Regions from separate parts of the Gossypium hirsutum genome. Here region 2 is linked to region 1. A link is a contact called in public Hi-C data. All regions are on one chromosome and are shown on one strand. Each heading gives the region's core, a stretch centred on a gene start, on an enhancer-like site or on the middle of the called end of the contact. The rest is flanking DNA. Distances are from core to core; before and after follow the strand shown. Region 1 holds the start of LOC107914853 (myosin-binding protein 2). Region 2 holds the start of LOC107903733 (putative receptor-like protein kinase At4g00960).

Region 1 (6,408 bases), core at 1,853-4,352:
CCCCCTGATCTAATTAAGACAATGCTTAAGAAATACAATAATTACTATATTTCATTGGTTGTCATTGTTGAATTGAATGATTAAGCCAAATACAGTTTGACGATTTCTTTGATGATAATAATGTGAAAGTAACCTCGCCAACCGTGTGGAATGATGTCCCAAACCATCCCTCACTTCCATTCAATACGCCATGAAAATAATTTTTTACCCTTTCCAATTTTTATAATCATAAATTCATAATTCCGTATACTGAAAATCTCGTTTCATACTCCATCTATAATTTATGTTAAATTCTAATTTTTTAATAATTTTAGTTATCAGTACTTAGTTAGAATCTTTATTAGTTTTTATATTTTTCGAAATTAAATTTATTACGTTAAATTCTTTTATTTTTAAAATTTTACACGACAAATATATTATAACATATGTAATGTGATATTAATGTATTATTTTCATATAAAACTCTTAAAAAATTCATATTATTTTAATTAATAGATTTAATGTTCACTTTTTGAGTTAGGATTAAAATTTTAATATTAAGAAATTGTGTTAAAAATAATGAAAATATAAAAGATAAATTAAATCTACAACTTATATTTTTTTGGGTAAAAAAGAGGCAACACTAGGCGATTACAACAACTAATTCATAAATGAAAGGATCTAGATCCATTAAGATTTTCATCCAACAAATTTCTAACAGAAACTGGTGCAATTGCAAATAAACGGAGTAAAAAGTCCCTTGTATAAGCATATTTAACCAAGTGGTCCGCAGTCCCATTTTGATATCTCGGAATATGTCGGACACAAACCTTCCATCTTCACAATAATAAATAATAAAATTTAATTTAACGGAATTAAATTCTACTATTTAAGTCAAATTTGAAATTTCAAAATGTAAAAATTAAAATAACTTAATTTTACCAAATTATACATTATAATAGCAAAATTTAATCAGAAAATTTATTATAACCCTGATTACTTTATTGCCAAATATTATATATTTTGGATTAAAGAAAGGAATGGCACTTAATTCTAGAAAAATCAAAAGAGAGTTTAAGCTTAGACCGAATGGAAATATTTTATATAAGCTGGATTTAATGCGAAAAACAAGACTGATTTTTTTTTTAATTTTTCTTAAAAATTCCAGATGATGCTTTAAAGCTTATGTATTTGATTGCAAAAGGAGAGGGTCTGCTAGAATTTTTCAGCTCACTTTGTGGGATCACCTCTTACCGCCCTTTTGGTCAAAAAAACACTAGAAAGCTCTCTCACGTTTTTTTTTTCAAAAAAAAATCTTTTATTATTGTACTCAACTTTTTGAAACAATGTTCTTCAAAGTTGATACACAGTTCCACATTAAAAAAAAAACCCTTACATTTTATAAGATTATTAAAAAAAAAGATTTTGTTTGAGTGTACTTTATTATAAGATTAATTTCCTTTGAGCTGGAATCCTATATAGCCTGGAAATTATGTAGGGTTGATGATACAAATTAAAGTAGAGGAAGAGGGAACAAAAATCATATTTAATGGTTAATTAAATTTTTAACTTGGGGTTGGGATTTTAGGACCTAAAAAGCCAGTGGGGGCATAATTTAGATATTAAAGCTTGATTAAAGCAAATCTATGGGAAAGTTAAAAAAATAAAATAAAAGTGAAGTTACTGTCCTGAAAAGTAATATTTAATGTATTATCATGCATAATCAACATAATCAAATTAAATAAAAAATATGAAAAATTTGTAAATAAATATTGATAATTTTATTTAAATAAGTATCCTAATTTATAATAATAATTTAGTAAATAAACATTTATTATTTTTTAATTCATTATTTTATTGAAATCCAGATCATTTTCTTATCTATATTGGAAGTTTCTAAAATTCGTATTACGGTAACTGAAATTGAGAATAAAATAATCTACAAATAAATCACATGATTTTTATTACTATTTCTCTTTTCGATATTCATGCCTGATTTCTTAACATAAAAATACATTCCTCAATTGTTAAATTAAATGATCAGTTAAGAGTTTGGATAACAACCTTTGGAAAACAAAATCATATTGTAAAATTTAGTTCGCATTCGTAAAAAAGAAATTATGCATAGGATGAAATGTTGAATATATTACACTACTTTATTTAATGTATTTAGATGGAAAATAATATTCAAATATTTCTTTATAGACATATAAGGTTATTTAAAAGCATATTTTATTAAAATTTTCTTGTTATAAAAATAAGTTTAGTTTTTTTATTATATTTTAATCTCAATTTTCATAAGATTATGTTAAATTATTCTAATTCTTATTTTTATTACAAATTAATTACTAATAATTAAATATATAATGTTGAAAAATTATAAATTATAATTATAATTATAATAATCCATGAAAAAGTATGAAATTTACTGTTAACAAAAAGAGAGAATTTTTTTTATGGTTAGAAGTTTTTTTAGTTATAACTAAATTTTATTTGAGATTAAAAAATTAAATTGATTAAAATAATAAAAATAAATATTAAATTAATTCAAAATTTAAGTTTACGCCTATAATTTAATACCTCAAGAATACATGGTAATAAGATTATATGCTATATTATGATATTTTTATAATATTTGAGAATGTGAAAAATAATAAGATAATCAGAAGGTTGAGAATCAAAATAACTTAATTTTATTATAGGTTGTAAGGTCATTTAGTGTTTTTATTTTAATATTTTTATGCATTTTACTTTTATTATTCATCTGTAGTTGATAAAATATCTAGTATATAGCAGTATTGGTAAATATACTTGTAAATTTTGAAAAAAAAAGAAACAAAAAGAAAAAAAGAGCAAGTATAAGGAATCCAAAGCTAGAAACAGAAATTCAAGAGTGTATTTCTTTTCTCACACAAAGGAATAGGATGGCAGAGATAAAAAGGATAAATAGTGTCCATGAAAAACAGAGTTAAAAGGAGCAGGAAGAACATGAAGCAGCAGCAACCTGTCCTAAATGGAGCCCACTTTTAACTTTGACAGTGGTCTCCACCAACCCATTGGTAAGGTTGGTGGGGCCTCCCATTTTCTTTGTCCCAAACAAAACAACACCAGACTGGAGGGACTGTAAGGGTGGGGGCTGCCATAGCTGGCTACCTCTACCCCTTCAATTAATCCATTGGCATCCACCTTAAGTTTAAGCTAAATGAAAATTTATCACTTAAAACAAATGTCAGTTTAGTTGTTTAAGATTCCAATAGTTGCTTAATTCTGTCAAAAAAAGAACCAAGGAAAATAAATTCCTTTATTTAATCTGACTCAAACCTTTTTCAATGTTTTTTAGTTTTTATTTTTGTTTTTGTGGAAAATGTTTTCTATGAATTGATTTTCCTCAGGGTTTCAGTCTTCTTTGGCTGTCACTTTCCTATTCAAAACCGCCTTTTATGATTTCCAAGTCTGAAAAAATATAATACCCATTTCTTTAGACTTTCAGATTCTTCTCTCCCTTATTGAAAAACCATTTCAATTTCACTTCTTTTTCATTCTCCATAACTCTTTTTATCTTAAGCTCTTTCGTCTTCTTCTTATCTAACAACTTCTTCTCTCTTTTTTGTTTCTGTTTTGTCCCTTTTCTCCTCTCTGTACACAGCAGAAAACACAGAGCATCATTAATGGCAGCCAACAAATTTGCTACCATGTTGCATAAAAACACTAATAGGATCACTCTTATTCTTGTCTACGTCTTACTAGAATGGATTCTGATCGTTCTCCTCCTTTTGAATTCACTGTTTTCTTACCTGATCATCAAGTTTGCTGATTACTTTGGTCTTAAAAGGCCCTGCCTTTGGTGTTCTAGGCTTGATCATATCTTTGAGCCATCAAAGTACAACAAATCATATAGAGATCTTGTGTGTGATGGCCATGCCAATGAGATTTCTAAATTGGGTTTTTGTTCAAATCATCGAAAACTCTCTGAATCTCGAGATATGTGTGAGGATTGCTTGTCCTCGTCGCCGTCGGAAAATGGTGGTGATGAAGTGATGGAAAACGGCGATGAGGATTTCAAGTGTTCTTGTTGTGGTGTCATGGTGGAGAAAAAGTGGAATCTTCCTTGTTTCATGATTAAACCTTCCTGGGAGGTTTTGGATTATCCCCAGGAAGGAAATTTAATCACTGAAGGTGGAGAAAAAGTTGAGGGCATTATTGCAGATGAGGGTAATGCTTCAGATGGAATCAGATCAGATTTTGTGGCTGATGATCATAAAGATGAACAGATGATTGAAGAAAACAAGAGAGTTGGCATCATTTCTGATGATGAAGGTATTGAACAAAAGGAAGTGGAAAAAGAGGAGTTTTCATATTTTGTTTCTAGTTTTGATTGCAACCAAGTGGCTGCTAATGGAGATGAAGCCGATGTGGTTATAGAGAAAGATCAATCATCAGTGGATGAAGGAGACTTAACTGTGTCAATGGCTGACCAGGGGTTAACTCAAGTCGCTTGTGCCAAAGAGGAGTCTCCTGAAATTCTGAACAAGCATCTGGAGTTTTACATCGGGGGGGATGACTGCCATTTGATTCCAGTTGAATTGATGGATTCTACTGCTATGAGAAGCCAAAAAATATACAAGTTCACAGAGGAAGATGAAGATGTTGCTGGTACAGGAGATGTTATTTTGGACTTTGATTTGCAGCAACCTGGGACACCAGTGGAGTTGGTTGTGGAGAATGGTTGCAGTTCAGCGGAGAAAGTGACACCCCTTTCACCCCATGTGAGTAAAGAGGAAACCATTGATGTAGTGGATGAACCAATGGAGCCTAATGGCAAGGAGGGCTTTTCAACTCCTGCAGTGGAGCAAGATTTGATGGAGAAGGAAGATGATCAACATGTTGCTACCACTCAAGCAAATATGCCCCCCTTGAATGAGGCTGATGATGTGCAACCAAACGCCACAACAAGAGAAGAGGAAATCAATTTAGATGTTAATCAAGGTACTTGCTTAATCCAATTTGATATATTTTTTTACCAAATGCCTATTATTGAACTATTAAAGACTAAAGTTTTTTGCAATTTCTTCAGCAATATCAATAGGGACAGATGTTGTGCAATTTAAGGAAACAATTGAAGATATTCAAATGCAACATTTATATGAATGCACACAAGGAGATCCCTCAACCAGTTCTGAATTACATGCAGATGCTGATCGTGGTAAACCTTAATTCCAAATTTAAAATGTCTTTTAATTTAAGAATTTTGTTTATTGAGGTGTTGTTAATCTTGGATTCCTTTACATTAGGCTCCAAGGATGTTGAGGAAGAAACAATGCAGCAGCTGAAAACTGCAACATTTGAGAGTGAGACTAGTGACCAACCAATGAAAAACCATCTATCATTATCTTCAGAGCTTAATGATATTGAGGAAGATAAAGTTCCGGATACACCAACTTCCATTGACAGTCTCCATCTGTTGCACAAGAAATTGTTATTGCTTGACAGAAAAGAATCCGGAACCGAAGATTCCTTGGATGGAAGTGTTTTCAGTGACATTGAGGGTGGTGATGGGGTACTGACTGTTGACAAGTTGAAATCAGAATTAAAAACTGAAAGGAAAGCTTTAAATGCATTGTATAGAGAGCTTGAGGAAGAGAGGAGTGCTTCTGCGGTGGCTGCAAATCAAACAATGGCAATGATAAATAGGCTTCAAGAAGAGAAAGCAGCAATGCAGATGGAAGCGGTGCAGTACCAGAGGATGATGGAAGAACAGTCCGAGTATGACCAGGAAGCCTTGCAGATTCTGAATGAGCTTATGGTCAAGAGGGAGAAAGAGAAGGCAGAGCTCGAAAAGGAACTTGAGATATATCGCAAGAAGGTGCAGGATCATGAGGCCAAAGAGAGAATGATGATGCTGAGAAGAAGGAAAGATGACAGCATTCGAAGCGCAAGTTCTGCGTCTTGCAGTAATGCTGAGGACAGTGATGGAGTATCAGTTGATTTGAATCATGAATCAAAGGAAGAAGATAGCTTCGAGAACCATCAAATTCGAGAGGATGTTAACCAGAATACCCCTGCTGATGCAGTTTTGTATGTAGAGGAATCATTGGCTAACTTCGAGGAGGAGAGGCTATCCATTCTAGAGCAACTGAAGGTCTTGGAAGAGCAATTGATTTCATTGAATGATGAAGAGGAACAACAACATTTTGAGGATATAAAATCAGTTGAGTATTTGTACGAAGACAATGGTAATGGCTTCCATGAGATTCATAATTTCAGCCATGAAACAAATGGGGTTGCCAATGGTCATTTCAAGGGAGTGAATGGGAAGCATCACCAAGACAAAATAATTCCCATGGCTACCAAGGCAAAGAGACTTCTCCCACTTTTTGATGCCACCGATGCAGAAACTGAAGAAAAGATACTGAATGGACATGAAAACGG
Region 2 (6,408 bases), core at 2,067-4,566, 850 kb after region 1:
ATAGTGCAAAATGGAAAGCTAATGCCTTTTGTTAATCCGTTGTGCTAATGTGTTGGATATGAGACAAAATATTTGATGTTTAAAATTAGGTTTCAACTTTTGCTTATTGTACCATACTTTTATTTTTGTCATTTTGCAATATCTAGTCATATGATTATACTCATAATTCCCATCTGTTTTATTGTAATTTAAGTGACTAGATTTGATTTTATGTTTGCTTGTTTCCATTTATTTGTAATACATTTCTAAACTTAAAAACTATGGCGAAGTGCCTTATTTTCTCTGCCTCCATTTCTTTTGCTCTATGTATGGATGAGACATTTCTTTTGAGCGACTCTACTTTTATTTCTTATGAGCTACTAACTCATTCAACTTCTCTTGAATATGCATGCAGAACTCATCGCTATGGCTGGGTATTTGAACAAATATGGTCTCATCTCATGCTTTAGTCAAACCGTTGTTAAGGTTTGTCCTGTTTTCCTTGTACTTTCGTCTTATTTTCTCTCTGCCATGTCCAATTTTACTAAAACTTTTTATGGAATCACCAAAGAGCCATCACCATAATCTACATGCGGTGCTTTGCTTTTTCTGGAAATAGTTGGAATCACATGTTTTCTCAAAAGGAAAATAGAAAGGAAAAACCAGAATACCATTGGCTATTTATATCTTGTCTTAAATAATGCAAACTATTGAAATACTTATGCTCTACATTGTAATATATAGATCTAGTCAGTATGATTATTTGGCTCTCTCTAGTTCTGTTTTCATGTTCTATTAATATTTTCATATTACTTTGGCGTGTCCATTTGAGTCTTATTAAACAATGCCCTAGGATGTTCCTTTTCTTTTAGGCTAAGTTGTTCTGACACTGTTGTATTCAATGCTTCTGCTTTGGCAATCACACTAGGAACCTTTTTTACGAAGCTTGTAGCACAGGTCTGATGGAAATTAAAAATTCAGATGTTTGGAATTGCCTTTCATGTCAATGATCTGCTCATTTTTACAGGTCGTAGGTGGATTAGGTCTTTCATGGCAAATGTCATTTGGCATTCTGGTTCTTCTCTATTTCTACTCGCATTACTTCTTTGCCAGTGGAGCTGCTCATATTGGTGCCATGTTTACAGCCTTCTTGTCTGTGGCTACTGCTTTGGGCACTCCATCGTATTAGGGAGCCCTTGTTCTATCATTCCTCTCCAACCTAATGGGAGGCATTACTCATTATGGAATTGGATCCGCACCTGTATTCTATGGGGCGGGCTATGTACCACTAGCAAAATGGTGGGGTTATGGTTTCCTGATATCGGTGGTGAATATTATAATCTGGCTTGGAGTAGGAGGCATCTGGTGGAAGGCTATTGGCATGTGGTAAGGCAGAATGTCATAAAATTTGCTGATACTGAGCTAAGAAGGATTTCTCACCTAACTTGAAGTTTACAGTTTCTTCTTCACATCGGAAACTGATTTGTCTTTGATTCTTTACGTTGCAGAAATAATCTTTATAGTGGGGTGGGGTTTAGAGGGTTGGAAAAAGAAGAAAGATTTGAGTTTCAGGTGGAGGTGGAGGTGTTAGAGCAGAACTTAGATCTTTACCACAAATTTTGACAAATGGAAAATACATTATTATTTTGAATACATATTAGTAATTACAAACACAGATTTGCTGCTTGATAACATATAGATCTTTTTTTTTCATAGTTTACTATGGTTGCTTTATGCCTATATGATTGTTCATAGAAAATTTTTTGGAAGAAGCCTATGCATGACATTTGTTTAATCCATGTTTTCTTAGCAAGTATCTACATTATTAATCTATATTATATAGTATTATATATTATGATTTTATTAAATTCATATAAGAATATTTAATATTAAGAATTTTATTAAATTATATATTTTTATTAAATTATATTTAATAATAATTATTTTAAATTATATTATATAGTATTATATATTATGATTTTATTAAATTCATATAAGAATATTTAATATTAAGAATTTTATTAAATTATATATATTTTTTAAATTATATTTAATAATAATTATGTTAAATTATATTTTATAGTATTATATATTATGATTTTAAAAAATTCATATAAGAATATTTAATATTAAGTTTTTTTCTAATGATATGTGAAGTTTTTTTTTTTTGAAACAAAAGAGAATTCCTATGGTACATTCTTATACATGATCCATATTCTTAAGTAAAAGCCTTTGTGAATTACATTAATGATTATGCTTTTATTCATAATATACTTGTGGAAATATTTTTAATATTAATTATTTCAAATTATATTTTATAGTATCATATATTATGATTTTAGTAAATTCATATAAGAATATTGATTATTAAGAATTTTATTAAATTATATATTTTAATTATAATATATTTAATAATAATTATGTTAAATTATCTATATTATGATTTGAGTAAATTCATATAAGAATATTAATTATTAAGAATTTTATTAAATTATATATTTTAATTATAATATATTTAATAATAATTATGTTTAAATATGATTAAATTATTTATTATTGATATTAATAATCTTATTAAAATTTAAATAACAATAACAATAATAATTTACCAAAACAAATTTCTGCTAATTATTAAGAATTTTATTAAATTATATATTTTAATTAAAATAGATTTAATAATAATTATGTTTAAATATGATTAAAATATTTATTATTGATAATAATAATCTTATTAAAATTTAAATAACAATAACAATAATCATTTACTAAAACAAATTTATGCTAAGGGTATTCTAGTCATTTTAGTTTTTTCCATTATGCTATTACACCTCTATTCCATTCAACCAAACACAAGATTACTATTACGCCTCTATTCCATTACATTCAACCAAACAGTTGATTTGCTATTACACCTCTAATCCAATACACCTCTAATCCAATACACCTCCAATCCAATACACCTCTAATCCAATACAGCGAACCAAACACACCCTTAAAATTATATATATATTTTACTTGAAATTGAATAATAATGAGTTACTTTTAAGGCTAATAGTATTCACTTAAATTTAGATAAATAAATTACTACATGCCCTGTTTCTGTAATTATTATTTTTTTATTCATGTAAAAACCGACCCTCAATCTTTCAAATAAAAATAATGATAGTATTCCCTCAACAAAAAAATGATAGTATGGATTATCCTGTAGAAATCTATAAGATTGTCAGTAATGATGCAATAAAATGAGGTTGACTTTACGGTGATTTTTTTTATAAAAAAATAATAACAGTAATGATCAAATAATAATAATAATAATAATAATGACAGTAAATAATTCATGCAAGAACAGTGCAGCGACTCGGACGGGCCGCTGAATAGTGAATTGGAGATCGAAGAAGATGATAGAGAACGAGTTGACTCACCAAAAGGAAAGAAACAGAAATCCATTCCGAACAAATTTATATAACCTAAGTGTTTAATCTCAGGGGAAGCAAATTAAATTTGGGGAGAGACTCGTTTTCTCATCTTTAAAAAATGGGGGGAAATGATGTTACCGGCGGGAACAATAGCGGCAGGTATATTGTGATTGATTTTGTAGTAGTTGCAAATTACAAATGAAAGCAAAGCTTATAGAAGAAGGTAAAAAAAGGGCAGATGAATTGAATACAGAAGAAAGAGGAGAGAAATAGTCAAGTGTCAACCAGCTAGTCAACACGTTACGTTTCCGTATACATTTCTCTGTTTCCACCTTCAACAAAAGCAAGTAAATATAGTACGCCAAATTTAACATTCAAGTTCCCGAGCTAATCTTCTACCTTCCTCTTTCTCTCCCAATTGTTCAAGCTCCAATCTTTCCCTAGAATTTCTTTCTTCTTTTTTATTTCTATTTCAGTTCAGAAAGTTCTTTCATTTCATGATTTAGTTTATACCAGGTTTCTGACTTTCCATGACCAAATCCAAGGATTTCTTTCTAAATCTAATCAAACCTTTTATCTCAAGCAAAGGTAAAATGAAAAACCCATTTTTTATGCGGAAAAGTTTCGAAGAAAGAAAAATAATATGATGCTTTTCTACATGTTTTGATGAATTTTTTTTCGGTGGTCTTTGTTCAGACAGGCGGAATAGAGATGACTTGGAGAAAATAGCTCAACAAGAGCAAAAGCATTTCCCTTTCGAGATTTTAGTTGCTGCTACCAAAGATTTCCACCCACATCAGAAGCTGGGTGAAGGAGGTTTTGGACCTGTCTACAGGGTAAGATCGTCCTGCTCAAACTCTTGTTTGGTTGCCTACAAATTTGAACTTTATTGATCTTTTGATTCATTGACTGGTTCTTTTGTTTCCATAAAAAATGTAATTGATATGACACAAAGGATTGCTGCAGATTCTTTTTGAAGGAAAAAGAAAGATTCTACTTTCCTAGGTATTCGAAGTTTCAACTTTCGCAGCTGAACAATATAATGAACAGCAAATAATGAAAATGCCTTGTCCTAAAAGGCCAAGACTACTTTAGGATCCCATCTCTGACTATTAGCTTTGATCAAAATCGAACCAACTGTCCTCTTAACCCTGTCAAACCATTTAGCCGTTTCCCCCTTTAGATGCTAAGAAAAAGAGGCAAAGCATATCAATTTATTAATTGATGTTGCACTAGAAACTAGAATGTTTTTGTTAGTTCAGTCGATTCAATAAGCCTGCCTTGGTTTTCTAGTTATCAGATCTTTCAGCAAGCTTTACAATCATGTTGCTCTTGTTTTCTGGTTTCAAAATGATGATTTCTCTTGTTCATCAACCTAGACAGTAAGGAATTTCTCTAACTTAAAGACTTTTCCTTAATTTATAGGGGAAACTAGATGATGGAAGAGAAGTTGCAGTGAAGAAGCTATCTCATAGCTCAAGACAGGGTAAAAAGGAGTTTGAGAATGAGGCTAGGTTGCTAGCTCGTGTTCAGCATCGCAATGTTGTGAATCTTCTAGGTTACTGTGTACATGGAGCAGAAAAGCTTTTGGTATATGAGTACGTCACTAATGAGAGTCTAGACAAGCTTCTTTTCAGTAAGTTGCACTAACTTCTTTGCTTCTACCATTTGCACACTATGCTTCATGGCAGATTATAATGACCAGAATAGAGTATATAATTGAGTGATTCCTTTGTCTTTAAAGATTAAGATCTTGGGCTACACCACTATGAGTCAATCCTCTCCCATGCCATTAAAACCACCCCTCCCATTTTTGTACTTGAATTTGAGACCTCTAAGTTGGAGTCTGAAATTTTAACTTATTCGTAACATATAGACTGCGCCTGATTGTAATTGTTAAGTCCACTGTAATTGAAATTCAAACCCATTATGGACATGCAAAAGCATTTATATATGATCTTAGATATTGAGATCAAAGATACTTCTTCTAGTTCTAGACTCTCTTACGTGAAACTTAATTTCAAGATTTTGTGGTTGAAACTGACAAATAATTATCACATTATTTATCGTTAACTAGTAAAAGGATCCATGTCGGGAAAAACGCCATTCGTATATTAGCGGAAAGATGATGAGAAGGAATAGTAGGCTGATTTGTAAGAGGTCCTGTGAAGTTATTTGAAAAAAAATGTGGGTGGATTTCATCAAGGATTTAACCTTGAGGTGCTGCTTTAATTTCCCCACCTCTCTTTTTTCAGCACATATGCTTGATCTATTATTGTTTTATTATTTCATATATATAAATTTATTTATTTCTAGCACAGTCTATTGTATCTCTAGCCTCAAAGTACAAATCTTGATTTCGCGGTGTTGGTTTCTAACCTCCAGATGTTATGCACTTAGTGTAGACAAATAAATGCCTACCAAGATTTGTAGAATTTTTTATTCTATCTAAAATCTAAAATGGGTTTTGTTAATTTCCTCCGAAGCTGTTTCATTAGATTTGACCGACTGTATAATATGAATTTGGATTAATACTCACGGTAATCTGATGGCCAATTATAGCACAAACTAGGGGGCTCTTGGTGGAACCAGTTTTTAACAAGTAAGTTAATTGTAATAAAAGATCATAAACAAATAACAGGATAGATGTTTCATCGATTTTTCATGGTTGGAAATAGAATTAATCAATTGGCTTTTATGGTGATCTTTTTCATGCAGAATCAAATAGAAAAACAGAGCTTGATTGGAAGCGGAGGTATGAAATAATTTCAGGTGTTGCACGGGGTTTGCTCTACCTTCATGAAGACTCGCACAATCGCATCATTCACCGGGATATCAAAGCAGGTAACATATTACTTGATGATAAATGGGTCCCCAAAATTGCTGATTTTGGCATGGCTCGCCTCTTCCCCGAGGATCAAACACATGTCAACACCCGTGTAGCTGGCACAAAGTATGTTATCTAGCATCCTCTTTAATCAATAATATGACAAGTTATTGCGGGAATTTCATG

Evidence for each region. Hi-C and Micro-C count contacts between places; a contact is called where the count stands out from the background.
Region 2: a Hi-C map of leaf shows a contact between it and region 1, with 1.9 times the contacts expected there. The contact joins the promoter of LOC107903733 here to the promoter of LOC107914853 in region 1. A contact is called at or near these places in 5 of 34 Hi-C or Micro-C datasets (callus and leaf).

Annotation. Positions count from the first base shown.
Region 1 is chrA01:81,322,239-81,328,646 of Gossypium_hirsutum_v2.1, forward strand. It overlaps LOC107914853 (myosin-binding protein 2), which reads left to right and starts at 3,103. Exons shown (of 4, transcript XM_016843903.2): 1 at 3,103-4,965; 2 at 5,054-5,182; 3 at 5,271-6,408. The coding sequence starts at 3,648.
Region 2 is chrA01:82,172,619-82,179,026 of Gossypium_hirsutum_v2.1, forward strand. It overlaps LOC107903733 (putative receptor-like protein kinase At4g00960), which reads left to right and starts at 3,317. Exons shown (of 6, transcript XM_016829878.2): 1 at 3,317-3,983; 2 at 4,092-4,231; 3 at 4,821-5,031; 4 at 6,114-6,348. The coding sequence starts at 3,926. It overlaps LOC107949549 (a long non-coding RNA gene), which reads left to right. Exons shown (of 6, transcript XR_005925386.1): 5 at 395-465; 6 at 1,007-1,673.